Regions from separate parts of the Mus musculus genome. Here region 2 is linked to region 1. Evidence: chromatin contacts called from public HiChIP or PLAC-seq data. All regions are on one chromosome and are shown on one strand. Each heading gives the region's core, a stretch centred on a gene start, on an enhancer-like site or on the middle of the called end of the contact. The rest is flanking DNA. Distances are from core to core; before and after follow the strand shown. Region 1 overlaps 9330111N05Rik (RIKEN cDNA 9330111N05 gene). Region 2 has its middle 7.3 kb from the start of Adgrv1.

Region 1 (7,177 bases), core at 2,291-4,790:
GTTCATGAAGCAAAATAACACCAATTGCATCGGATGAAGCTTTGTTGTTGTGATTTGGTTCTATTTCAAATTTTTAAATTGTGTGCATATGTGTGTGCCCAATGCATGGCATGCACGGCCACCGGACAGCTTTCGGCTATCAGTTCTCATCTTCGTCTTGTTGAGGCAGGGTTTCTGCTGCCGTTTGTGGCCCTCCAGGCTAGCTCACCCAGCAGCTTCCATGCAGTTAGCCTTGCTAGATCACAGTTGTGTGCCACTACAGCTGACTTTTTTGGTTTGTTTGTTTGTTTTTCTTTTCAACTCAGGTTTCATGGATCAAACTCAGGTTTTCAGGCATGAAGAATTAGAGCTTTCACCTGCAGAGCCATCTTTCCAGGCAGCATTGTTATTCTTGAGACATATTCTTACTGTGTAGCCCAGGCTTGGCTTGAGCTTAACCTAATGACCATCCTGTCTCAGCCTTAAGTGCTAACATTACAGGAATATACCACCACGCCCAACCTTTTGAAGGCTTGATATTGTGGAGAGACAAGGTTACACAGAGCTTTCAAGCTTCTGCATATTTGTGAGTGCAAGCACCGGAAGTTTTGCTTGGACTATCTGCGATGACTAGAGCAAGGAGAACTTGGGACATAGAAACAGTGTCTCCCTCCAAGTCAATACAATATCTATTAGGGGTCTCTCTGGGACACGGGCCTGTTTACTCACAACTCTCTCTGTTTATGATACAGACTGACTTCTGGCTCACCCTATGCCATCCCACTGGTCTTTGATGACACAAGGGTCATTGACATGGATATAAAGCTCATGTTTCTTTCCATACAGTAGTAATGTCTTTTATCTCTAATCCAGCAAGGCTGTGCCTTTCGTCTTCTCAGATCGTTGGCAGTTCTATACACACACACACACACACACACACACACACACACAGAGAGAGAGAGAGAGAGACAGACAGACAGACAGAGACAGAGAGACAGAGAAGGAGAATTACAAGATAGAAAAGTATGTAAGCATATACATTCTGTTTAATAGAATTTATTAAAAGAAGGTAAGTGAACTGAAAATTAAGTGCTGTTTATGTCATTTGCAGAGTAAATTTGATGACCATGTCAAATGCTGTATATACCTTTTAGCAATTTTAATATCCATTCATGATTTAATTGCATTCTTTCCGAATTAAAACATATAGGTGTTCTGAGTACATCAAGAAATACTCAGATGTCATGCTTTTTCTCAGTTCTGTTGTCACCATCATCACAGAAGATGTCAGGTTTTGCATGATTCCTCCCACACACCAAGGAAGGCCACTCTATAGCAGTGGAGCTGAGCCGCATGTCTCCAATACAAGTTAGCTGAGGCACTTTCTGCCTAGATGTCAGATACACAGGTTAAGAGCTCTTTCCCTGATAGTGCCCACACCAATTAGCAGCCCCAGGTTATTTACCTATGTTCTGAACTGCCAGCTCTATGTTGTGGTTTACCTAACTTACCACTTGGCCTCAATGAAGTGACTGACAGATCTTGGATGTTAATAAATATTTACAGTTTATTATAAAGCGTAGCACAGGGGATACAGGTGACAAAAAACCCCCCACATATTGAATGAGATATGGGAGAGGATCTGATTTACTCCCCCCTCCATGACCTGTGTGTGTCCAACTGTCCAGAGGCTCTCAAATCCTATCTTGTATTGTTGTTTGTTTGTTGGTGATTGTTTTTGAGACAGGGTCTCATTGTGTAGCACTGGATAGCTTGGAACTTTCTATGTAGACAAGGTTGCCCTCAAGTTCCCAGACATATGCCCTCCTCTGCCTTCTGAATGCAGAGATTAAAGACATGAACTACCATGCTCAAGCCCTTTTGAGTTTTTATAGAGACTCCATTCCTTGTCCATGAATGGATCATGGACAACTGTGGAAACCAACTGGAGAAGGGTATATGATGTAAAGCGAACATGCATGAGGGGACATACAGTAAGTAGAGTCCACAGCAGTATTAATCTGTGCATGTCTTTGCAAATGACTGTGCAAGATATGGAGCAAGTGATCTGGAATGAGGAGCGCCTTAAGGCCTACATCTAGACAAGGGCTCGAAGACAGGTCAGCAGAGGGGGTGGGTATTAGCATTTCTATTTCCTTGGAAAAATAACTTCTAGTTTTTAAAGTCTATACTGAGGAAGGGATTGTGATTGAAAATCAGTACATAAACATGTGCATGCACAAGTGAACGTGCACACACACACACACACACACACACACACACACACACACACACACACACAAGTACACCCCTCCTCTAATATGATGAACATAAGAAACCTGTGGACAGGTGAGAGGGCTCAGCAGGTCCAGACAGCCTGCAGCCAAACCTGGCATCCTAAATTTGATCCTTAGCACTCACATGCGGAAGGCGAGAACAGACTCCTGCAAGTTGTTTTCTGACCTCTGGGAAAGTGTAATGGCATGTATAACTTCATCCAAACAAAAACATAAAGATGTAAGTCAATTCTAAAAACCAAGTTCTGTACAATGATACATAGAAGCTATGCTAGTACATCCTAGCACCTGAGAGGCTGAAGCAGGAGGATCACAAGTTCAAGGTTGATTGAATTACATAACAAATACTGTTCCTCCCTCTACGAAAGAAATACCAGATCTGGGTATGTAATTTTCTTAGCTATAAACCTCCAAAGTTCCTTTTAGAGGGTTTTGATCAGCTTTGTGCCACTCCAGTGAAATTTCTAGCACATGCTCCTTGGGAAGTAAAGCCAGCAGATGGTTTTGGAAGTTCAAGTCCCAGATGGGTTAGACTGTGGTGTGATCCTAAGGTAAGTGTGGCCAGTCATGGTGAGTGTGCCAGAACTCATACCTTGTCAGAAATCAGAGATAGGTGGGGAGCAGGTGGAGAATGGCAGGGTCCAACTATCCCTTTCAAAGCATCTCCTAAAACGAAGGACCCCACACCTAATAAACCCTACTTCACAGAGGCCTGGAGCACCCCTGATCTCCCAACTCTGAAGCCTGTAGTGTGAACTGTGGGAAGTCAACTCCAAGATGGCGCCAGTTTCCGGTTGCCGTTGTCATAAACAACACCACTGCGCAGGCGTCAATTCGAATTTGGTGCCAACCCCTCCCGGGTGCATGCAAATTGGGTGCCGGCAGACTGACCAATCCCAGGGGCCCACGGAGCCTTCTCCTGTGCTGGGGTGCATATAAGCAGGGCTCCCTGGGCACCCGGGGTCCCTGTAGAAGCATTGAGGTGTTCCTGCAATAAAGGCTGTTGAGAAGAATCCAACTGTGAGCAGACGCGACAGTGAACTTTCAGAGGATCCATCCAAGGCATAAAAAATAGCAACGTTTTTCTCAAGTCAAACTGGGCCTTGCTGTGGGATGCAGAGGTGTCAAGTATCAATGATATCTAATGGTGACTGATCTGTGAGAAATGATTATGCCCATTTGGTGCCCTCATATAGTTCATGTCTGTTTTTCACAGTGTTACGGATATGCCTCAGTGCTTTGTACACACTAGGCAAGCACTGTATTGTGTAGTACACTGAGTCATACCCAGCTCTATATTGATAATTTAAGATTAGTCATAGCAAGAGTAGTTATACCACAGAAATGGGAAATTACTATATAACATATCTTTTTTTGCCCCGAAGAAACAGACATGTGTTAAACATTTACCAAAACATCATGGTATCAGTGGTCGAGAAAAGAAAGGGAAGTAGAAACATGGTTTTATTCAGAGGAATGTTATTTAATTTGAAATGAAATTTAAGTCTGACTTACAACTGGTAAATGTTCAAACTTTTATGTATTTATTTAAAGAGGTGTTTTTATATTACAATGTGTTTGTGTATGTGTATGCATGTGCATGTCTGTATGCGAGTGTGTTTGTATGTGCGCATTTATTTGTATGAGTGTGTGTGTATGTGTGTGTGTGAGTATGTGTATGTGCAATAGCTTGTGAGTGTAGTTGTCTGTGGATTTCAGAAGGTGTCAGATCCGCTGAAGCTGGAGTTGTAGGTAGTTGTGAGCCACCCAGTGTAGCTGCCCAGAACTGAATTCAGATTCTCTGTAAGAGCAGTAGACACTCTGCTGAGCCATCTTTTCAGTTCAATTTTTTTTAATGCATTTAAAGGATAACATACAGTTCTCTGAGGGTACTTTGTTATGTGGATCCAGTTTATAAGGAACACCTAAGAATCTGTATCAAAGAACCATGCACATAGGCAATTGAATGTTGAACCAGCTGTCTAGGTTACAATCTGATTTAGACTTTTCTAGTGAAAAAACAAACAAACAAACAAACAAACAAAAAAAACAGGTTTCTCTAGATAATAAGAGAAGACAATGGGAAGGGCCAAAAGACCCTCCCAGCTGTAGGATGCAGGCTGATGAACACACAGGCAGGGACTAGATTGTTTGGTAGAGGCAGCTAAAGCAAGTTTTATCTTCGTCTAATGAAAGCAGATAGATTTCTATGACACAATTTGACTTGGTTTTAGAGTCCCACAATTTAACTTTACAAAGAAAAAATTCACTGTTGCCTTTGTTCATCACACAAATTACACACCAAGTATAGAACCAGCTACTTTGAAAATAATATAACCCACAGCACCCAGAGGAGACTCTGCTCCCAGGAGCTCTAGCACATCCAGGATCTTAGGATCAGGGGTGAGTAGGACACAACATCTGTTCCAGCATCATCAGGAGTAACTGGGACCAGCAGGATTCAGGGACTCAGGAACCCCACCCGAACAGTGGCTCAGGTTCCTTCCAGTCTGCACCGGTTTACATTGGATGCAAACTCTGTAGCCAGTCCCACAGCACCCAGAGAAGGCTCAAACCCCAGGCACTATAGCACAGCCATGACCACAGGATCCCAGAATCCCAGTATCCCAGGAGCTTGGTCCCACCAGAATCTCAGGGTACCAGAGGCAGCTGAATCCCAGAAACTCTGACACACCCAGAATCTCAGGATCACAGGATCACAGAGACTGCTACATTATGAGGAGTTCTGACACAACCAGGATTACAGGAAGGACAGGCTCCAGTCAGATAGCAAGGGTAGGTAGCACTAGAGATATGCAGATGGCAGGAGTCAATCGAAAGAACATAAGCAACAGAAACCAAGGTTAGTCCTGGATACACAATCACACCCGAAAAGCAAGACTCAGATCTAAAATCACTTCTCGTGATGATGATAGATGACTCTAAGAAGGACATAAATGACTCCCTTAAAGAAATACAGGAAAAACAGGTAAAAAGGGTAAAAAGGTAGAAGTCCTTAAAGAGGAAACATAAAAATCCCTTAAAGAATTACAGGAAAACACAATCAAACAGGCAAAGGAAATGAACAAAACCATCCATGATCTAAAAATGAAAATAGAAACAATAAAGAAATCAAAAAGGGGACAACCCTGAAGTTAGAAAAGCTAGGAAAGCGATCAGGAGTCGTAGATGCAAGCATCACCATCACCAAGAGAATACAGGAGACAGAAGAGAGAATCTAGGGGGCAGAAGATATCATAGAATACATTCACACAACAGTCAGAGAAAATGCAAAAGGCAAAAAGCTCCTAACCCAAAACATCTAGGAAATCCAGGACAAAATGAGAGGACAAAACCTAAGGAAAACAGGTATAGAAGAGAGTGAAGATTTCCAACTTAAAGGGCCAGTAAATATCTTCAACAAAATTATAGAAGAAAACTTCCCTAACCTAAAGAAAGAGATGCCCATGAACATACAAGAAGCCTACAGAACTCCAAATAGACTGGACCAGAAAAGAAATTTCTCCCGTCACATAATAATCAAAACACCAAAAGCATTAAACAAAGAAAGACTATTGAAAGCAATAAGGGAAAAAGGTAAAGTAACATATAAAGGCAGACCTATCAGAATTACACCAGACTTATAACCAGAGACTATGAAAGCTAAAAGATCCTGGGCAGATGCCATACAGAAACTAAGAGAACACAAACACCAGCTGAGACTACTATACTCAGAAAAACTCAATTGCCATAGATGGAGAAAGCAAGTTATTCCATGACAAAATCAAATTTACACAATAAATTTCCATAAATCCAGCCCTACAAAGGATACCAGATGGAAAACACCAACACAAGGACAGAAACTACACCCTAGAAAAAGCAAAAAAGTAATCTTTCAACACACCTAAAAGAAGATATCCAAGTAAACATAATACCACCTCTAACAACAAAAATAACAGGAAGTCACAATCACTTTTCCTTAATATCTCTTAACATCAATGGACTTAATTCCCCAATAAAAAGACATAGACTAACAGACTGGATACGGAAACAGGACCCAGCATTTTGCTGGATACAGGAAACGCACCTTAGTGATCAAAGCAGACACTACCCCAGAGTAAAAGGATGGAAAATAATTTTCCAAGCAAATGGTCCCAAGAAACAAGCTGGAGTAGCTATTCTAATATTTAATAAAATCAACTTTCAACCAAAAGTTACCAAAGAGGATTAGGAAGGACACGTCATACTGGTAAAAGGAAAAATCTACCAAGATGAACTCTTAATTCTGAACATCTATGCTCCAAATGCAAGGGCTTTCACATTCGTAAAAGAAACTTTACTAAAGCTCAAAACACAAATCGCACCCCACACAATGATAGTGGGAGACTTCGATATCCCACTCTCATCAATGAACAGATGATGGAAACAGAAACTAAACAGAGACACAGTGAAACTAACAGAAGCTGTGAACCAAATGGATCTAACAGATATTTCTAGAACATTTCATCCTAAAGCAAAAAGGATATACATTATTCTCAGAACCTCATGCACCTTCTCCAAAATTGACCATATAATTGGTAACAAAACAGGCCTCAACAGATACAGATTGAAATAATCCAATGCACCCTATCAAATCACCACGGACTAAGGCTAGTCTTAAATTCCAACAAAAACAATGGAAGACACACATACACGTGGAAGCTGAATGACGCTCTACTAAATGATAACTTGGTCAAGGAAGAAGTAAAGAAAGAAAATAAAAGGCTTTTTAGAGTTTAATGAAAATGAAGACACATCATACCAAAACCTTTGGAACACAATGGAAGCAGTGGTAAGAGGAAAACTTATAACTCTATGTGCCTCCAAAAAGAAACTGGAGAGAGCTTACACCAGCAGCTTGA
Region 2 (7,177 bases), core at 2,850-5,349, 640 kb after region 1:
TTATTTTAAGTTATGATCTAGTCAGAGAAGAGTGTAGATATATGGCCAAGTTATTTGTAAATGTATTTTGAGTCTGAGTCTTATTTCTGGGATCCTGGGTCTGGAAAGCAGAACCAGACCTAACTTCTTCACAACAATCCACGTCAGGAACAAAAAATACGTATTGTTGAGCCTTCAGTCATTGCAACGTCTCAGAAAGAGTATTGTTTCACACAGAGCTATGGCATGCTACCACCATTCAGTCAAACACTGTCCCAAGCTGGTTTTCAGGTCACCATGCTGTGTTGACAAGCAGAGTCCCTCTGCCAGACAGTCCCTGCTTGTCTCTTTCCTCTGCTGCAACAATACTGTTACTACAATGTATGTTTATTGAATAGTCACTTGCTCAGAAACTTTACTGAATACTAACAGATGGGTCATGGGCAAAGTGCAGTCTCTGTCCCCATAGAGTCCACATTGTGTCAGAGAAAGGACATAAATCCAAAGCACAAGAAGGCCTGTGCTGTCAAAGAAATGTGAAATAAGATGGCTCAGAGTTACAGAGAAGACTACATGTTAGCTTGGCTCTAATGGTGCTCTCACACCTGCCTTCTTTTGGTGCCCTGGTTGCTGCTATCTTTTAGACCAGAGGTTCTCAACCTTATTAAGGCCATGGCCCTTTAATGCAGTTTCTCATGTTCCCAACCATAAAATTATTTCATTGTTACTTCATAACTATAATTTTGCTACTGTTTTGAATCCTGATATAAATATCTGTGTTTGCTGGTGGTGTTAGGTGACCCCTATGAAAGGTGACTCAGATGGCTCTTGACGCACAGGCTGAGAACCACATGATTTACATACACCAACCTGGTGCTCTGGTTCTCCTTACCTGTCTCTGCTTGGAGCACCCCGGCCAACACTACTATAGCTGAATTACCAGGAAACAAGTCATAACAGCATCAGAAGACATCTTCTGCAAGATCCAAACAGTAAATATTTCAGTCTCTCCGCCAGTGTCATCTTCGTTACTCGGATGGGTACTCAGAAGTCCACATTAGTTTTAGGAAGGTATCTAAGGACAGAGGAAAGCTGAAGAATGAGCCTGAGGCATCCAGCCACACCCGAATGACAGTGTGGTGGGCAATCCCTGCTCTGTGCAGTTCTAGAATCAGGTGTTCAGTCCACAAAGGCTGGCTGTCGGAGATGGCGTTCTTGGAGTCTACTTTGGTATAGAGGAATTTTAATCCATCAATATGGCTGCTCTGGCAAGGGGGTTCATCCGAAGATATGATCCAGTTGGAAGACAGACACAGCACACACACCTTTAATCCCTCTGGCTGTGATTTGTTCCCCAAAGTACAAAGATAAGCCCTCGGTAAGCACCTTTGATCCCAAACAATGACATTTAATTGAAAGGCAGACAAAGTGATGAATTAGAGAAAGATTTGACAAAATGAATCAGAGATAGAACATGCCCAACTTGGGACAGATAGGAAAGAGAGGTTATTTAAGAGCAGAGAGAGAGGGGGGGGGAGGGAGAGGGAGGGAGAGGGAGAGAGAGAGAGAGAGAAAGAGAGAGAGAGAGAGAGAGAGAGAGAGAGAGAGAGAGAGAGAGAGAGAGATTGATTTCAGTTCGGAGCAGTTCAGTTTGGTGGAATTTAATTGAGCTTAGAACAGAGCAGAGGACTTTGGAACAGTTAGTTCGCTTCGTGGAGGTCAGAGGCAGTCTTTGCAAGCAGAACAACTCAGTCAGAAGCCAATTTGAGTCAGTTAGCTTGGAGAAGAGTTTGAGCCAGAACAGTTGAGTTGAACCAGCCAGTCAGAGCTCAGAAAGAGAAAATGTGAATTTATTCATCAATAAGTCTCAGATGCTAAAACATTCTAGGCCAAGATAAGTAGACGAAGGCTGAAAGCTGAAGTCTTTAAGGTCCTGGCTTGCAGAAGGTTAATATAGCTTGCCAGGACAAATTAAGGATTTAACATAGGGAATATACGTGCATATAGAAAAAACTCCGGACAAAAAATTCATCCTCACTGAATTAAAACTACTCAAGCAAAGGCTTTGTCTCAACATTTCTAAAATTATTATTATTATAGATTTAGTTCCCCAAAGTAAAAAGGGAAAAAGTTTGGTAGTACTACCACACATGTGACAAGTATTCTTAAAACATCACTAAGAATAGCACATTATAAGAGATCAGAGCACTGTAGGAAATAAACAAGTTTAAATTTGTTCATCAATTCACTTGATCCTGTACAGAAATTTCTTTCTTGCCTATTCCTATTACAAAAAAATATGCTTTTAGAAATGATCTTTTTAAATGTATTAAATTCTGTTGTTGATATTTGGGCTGTATACCACATTTGTTCTCAGCATTTTGATCTGTCTGTTACAAGGGATGTTTCTTTCACGATGGATGAGAACTATACTTACCTGTGGGTATAAGGACATATATTAAGGATATAGATAAACCATATGCAAGAAACAACACAGCTCCATAGCAAATGCCTTGGAATCTATCTCCTACACCAATCAGAGACTGATTACAAATTTTCTTTTATTTCACTACTTACCATGTGTAAGTTTTTATTATCATATTCACCAAAGAAGTAGTTGAACATAGTCCTATGCAAATTATTTTGAATCTATACTTTCCCAATCTAAGCACAGTAGTCCTCAAGAAGTTATTTTAGAAAGCATTTTCAGAAAATGCTGTTGGAGACTTTTAAAACCCCAGTATTTATTTCTTAGCTAGATGCAGATTTCAGGATAGTTTTTCTTATATTTAAAAAGGAAATTCCCTATGAATCAGACAGACATGTGTGTATGGAATCTTCAATCCCCAGAGGACAGATAGTTAAATCATTCTTCCAACCTGCCTCGCTTTAGGCTTGCTGGGTGGCATGTCCCAGAGCTCATCGCTTTGCTTCAATGGCAGGGGTAGGAAGCCCTCAGGCTCACTAACCCCATCGCATATCAACACATCGCCATGGTAGCCTTTGTCTCCCTGTCACAGTCCCTCTGCAATGACTCAGCCATTCATTCTCCTGAATCAATATTGAAACTCTTGACATCTGTTACTTGAGGTGTGTGTATGGGATGTAGGAGGGGAGACTACCAAATCCTTTACTCCTAACATCAAGTTATAGTGAGGCCATGGTTATGGTTTCTGCTTCTGTTTCTCTTTGAGGAAAGACTATACTATAAAGTTTTCACTCTGCATAATTACCTTGAACTCAGTTTGGATTTCCATTCTTGGCAATATAATAACAACCAATTACAGTTTCCAAAAACCTTATATGTGCTGCAGGAAATTTAAAAAGTGCTGAATTTAAATAGTTAATCACCTTGGCAGTAGCTTGTATAGGAATATGGAGATGGGGTGGAACTATAACTATTTTGAAAAGTAATAAAATCTCTAAATCTTTGGTGTATAAATATTAAAATTCCATTTTATATACATAGTCCATCTTGAAATATAAGTAGCAAGAGCCAGAATAAGCATGTTAAATAGTATTTCCATCAGGCATCACCGTTCAACAAATATCAAATTATAAAATGGACCCTCCTGTTTTAAAATACAATTTTTTTTTGTTTTGTTTTTTTGAGACAGGGTTTCTCTGTATAGCCCTGGCTGTCCTGGAACTCACTTTTGTAGACCAGGCTGGCCTCAAACTCAGAAATCTGCCTGCCTCTGCTTCCCAAGTGCTGGGATTAAAGGCATGAGCCACCACCACCCTGCTCAATTTTCTTTAAAAAATATTTATAATCATGTGTTTCTGATATGATGAATCACAAAATGAGTCTAGTTTTCAATCAAGCACTTACTGAGTACTTTTCTCTTTGGACTAAATTCAGAGCAGAAAGCATCCCTACTGTGTGAAGAGGTGACTGTGAGTTAAGAATAAGTGCACACCTGCCTCATGAGACCCTCAAGAGCCTTTGCTTTTGTTTCCTATGTAGAGAGCCGGGCTACAGTAAAGGAGGACACACCTCACTTCATTCTTTCTCAGTTGCATTTCCTTCCAGAACGAGCCAGCTCACAGGGCAAGTTCAAGCTCAGGCCCATCTGATCTGCACAGGGCACTGCTGTAATTAAACTGTCCTCAGCATGCTACACCAGATAACCCAATAAAATCATCAGTGCCGGGTACCACAAAGCTCTCCCAGAACCCCTGCTCTCTTCCAAGGATTTCTCCAATCTGAGGTAATGTTTATTTTACCAGTGACTCAAAGCAAACAAAGCCCCTGGAAACAAGGATCCCACTGTCTATTCACATCCGGGTGGGAAAACCAAACCCCCAAACAAGGAAGGTTTGGCTGATGGTATGTGGGCATCATGCAGCGCTTCGCAAAGTTTGTGTTTTACGTGTGGGTGCCTAGTTCTTGTAACACAGAGATGAGTTTTGGGGTGTTCCACTGTTCAATTCGTATTGAAACACATGCAAAGCACCACTCAGCAAGCTCTGCTATGCTGTCTGCAGATGGTAGGAGTCAGATAGTATCAGGAAACAGACACTAGATTTACCTTATTTTTTTCTTAAAAAAAAAAAAAAAAAAAAAAAAAAAAAAGCTTAACGGTCTGAGAAAATAAAAAGATGATTAATGCTGTGCTGAAAGACGACTGTGCAGACAAGGACACAGCCTGGGCTGGCCCTCGGCAGTCCCTGGGAGTCCCAAACAAACCGGAACTCCCCCATGCTCATGGCTATTCTCTTTTTCCCTCCACTTTATACTTTGTTCTTCCAAAGTGAGAAAGAGAATTGTGAGTATTCTCTATAAGAAGTGCTGAAGTAGCTAACTTCTGATGATTATAAAATCACTGGTGGCCACTAGTTCAAAAGAAAATCTTTCCCAAATAAAACCAATTATGAGCAGACTTCAACTGTGTCCCTTCATCCACTGCCAAATGCAGTATCAATAGGATGGAATGTGAAGGCTGCCGCTTTGAGGGATCTGAAAGGCACTGAAAGTATTCATCTTTTTGTGGTGGCTCTGCCCCCATGCAGAACAGAAGAAAAGAAAGGGGAATTATACAGCATCAAGTTGAATTGTGCAAGTGGAGAGCAGGAGAGGAAAATTATAACCAGATGCGTGTGTGGATGGTTTATTTTCCTATTTTCCAGTGAGCTCAACAAGACAACCCGCGCCCTCTACTGGCAGTGTGAGGTAACTGAAAACTGTGGGAAAAATAATAAAATTGAAAAGTATTACAGTAAAGAGATACTACTATAATAATGACATTAAAACAACATTAGGCCGAGTCTTGAAACATATTTTACTGTGATAAATATTCACAAAAATGTCAAAAATTGCCAAATAGTAACAATTCCATGTGGGTCAAATTACTACGTCCCTTTTTTACTGAAAGAAGTGATGGTCTGTTCTGTTCTTTGTCATTGTCACTCAGTAGGAAAAAATATGCTTGGTAAATTATCTTATTTACCTTATTTTATTTAAATGTCAAAAGCACATGAATTAGTTAATATCTCTGCATTCTACTGGGTAAGGAAAATTTACTCAGATGCCGAGCTCTTGCCTTGGCCATGATAAGCTTTCCACACTGAAATGTTTACATTTATAATCTTTACATCACATAAGCCTTTCTATACATAAAACGATGATAGAAGAATACTGCGTGTGCAAAGAAGATGAAAAGTGTGCTGGCTTCTCAAAATGGCAATGCCAATGGAGCCCCAGGCTTCTTGTCTTTAATAGTTTGGAGCCCCAAGGCAGATATTGTGGGCACCGTGTGAGAAGCAGGATCAAAGAGCGAGATTAGAGGCTGCTGGAGCTGAACTGGATGAAGTGACTCTAGGAAGAGCCTGGGTGCATCTGATCTCCAAACTCTAATCAGAAACGTCTAGTGTCCTCTGAGACCAGGGAAAGCCCAGTGCTGCAAATAGAACGTAAAATCAGTTAGAAGCTGACTGAAAGTAGAGACTGTGGAAGGGAGAGAAGAATGCTGGAATGGGAAGATGGGCTAAGTCTACCGATCTGGCAGAGAAAAATAAATGTGACACTGTTTCCTGTACAACCAAGTTTAAAGACAGTGGCTTGAGCAGAGTAAAAGGTGGACACGCATTATCTCTGTTCCAGAGCTCAGCAGCCCCAAGCAGTGCTGATATCCAAATAGCTGTGCATACACAGATAGCTACAGTTGTGCCATATTACAAGGGGGGAGGAGGATTGGGGTAACAATATTGAAGAAATTCCAGGCTGTCCGTGGTAATCTACTCCACCCAATAACTAGAAGTGTTCAGTGTAACTCACACAAGAAAATACAACTAAATTAAAATTAAAATTAAAAGAAGCCACTTAGTACTGGATCCTCTCCCAGGAACAGAATGATCCCGGGACTCTTCCTAAATTGGAGTCAAGGATCAGAGGCATTGTGGAACGTTACAGAAGTTTCTTGCTCGCAGTCAAGTGTAAGTCTAACCTAAAGGAGACAACTCAAAACCTTAGTGGCCAGATTATTACATTAACTCAATTTTGATCTTTCTCACCAAATGATTTATGACATCACTGTCCTTTCCTGTGATAACATGAGCGTTTGGGAAGGTGCCCTCTTTCACATTCATCTCCTTTAAAATAAATTAAGATGTATTTGGGTGTATGAATCGTTTTGCGGAGTGTGTATGTATGTATGTATGTATGTATGTATGTATGTATGTATGTATGTATGTGTTGCACACGCATGCCTAGTGCCCAGAGGTCAGAAGAGGGCACTGGATCCCCTGGAACAGGCACTGTGATGTTTCAGAGCCACCATGTGACCACTGGGAACTGAAGCCAGCTCCTTTGCAAGAGCAGCAAATACATTCAACTGCCTACGCTCTGGCTTCAATCCCTGTAGACATCTTTTCTTTTCATTTTATTTTACTTTTCTTGTTTTGTTTTGTTTTTTAGTTGGTTGTTTGGGGGTTTTTGTTTGTTTGTTTTTTGTTTTTGTTTTGTTTTTGCTTTTGTTTTGAGACAATGTCTCTCTATGGAGCCTTGGCTATCCTGGAACTCACTATGTGGACCAGACTGGTCTTGAACTCACAGAGATCCATGCACTTGCCTCCACCTCCAGGATTCTGGGAATAAAGGTGTGCCTTCCACTCCCAGCCCTTTGCTTTCTTTTCCACATTCATTTTTCATTAAAACGTGATTCCATTTCTCAGACAGTAAAAAGCAAAGCTTAACCTC

The links. HiChIP or PLAC-seq counts read pairs in DNA pulled down with a chosen protein or histone mark.
Region 2: a contact with region 1 is called in a FOXA1 HiChIP or PLAC-seq map of pancreatic cancer cells. The contact joins two enhancer-like sites. A contact is called at or near these places in 2 of 115 datasets of contacts at active chromatin or transcription factors (pancreatic cancer cells and trophoblast stem cells) and 1 of 9 other capture datasets (liver).

The regions. Positions count from the first base shown.
Region 1 is chr13:80,993,426-81,000,602 of GRCm38.p6, forward strand. All of the region lies in intron 1 of 9330111N05Rik (RIKEN cDNA 9330111N05 gene), which reads left to right. Among named protein-coding and RNA genes, the nearest start is that of 9330111N05Rik, 33 kb to the left of the region's middle. Within about 2 kb of position 3,541, at least 9 of the 459 cell types and tissues checked have an H3K27ac peak or open chromatin away from gene starts, as enhancers often do. A contact at or near this core is called in pancreatic cancer cells, where this site is marked.
Region 2 is chr13:81,636,827-81,644,003 of GRCm38.p6, forward strand. No RefSeq gene overlaps it. Among named protein-coding and RNA genes, the nearest start is that of Adgrv1, 7.3 kb to the left of the region's middle. Within about 2 kb of position 4,100, at least 64 of the 459 cell types and tissues checked have an H3K27ac peak or open chromatin away from gene starts, as enhancers often do. A contact at or near this core is called in pancreatic cancer cells, where this site is marked.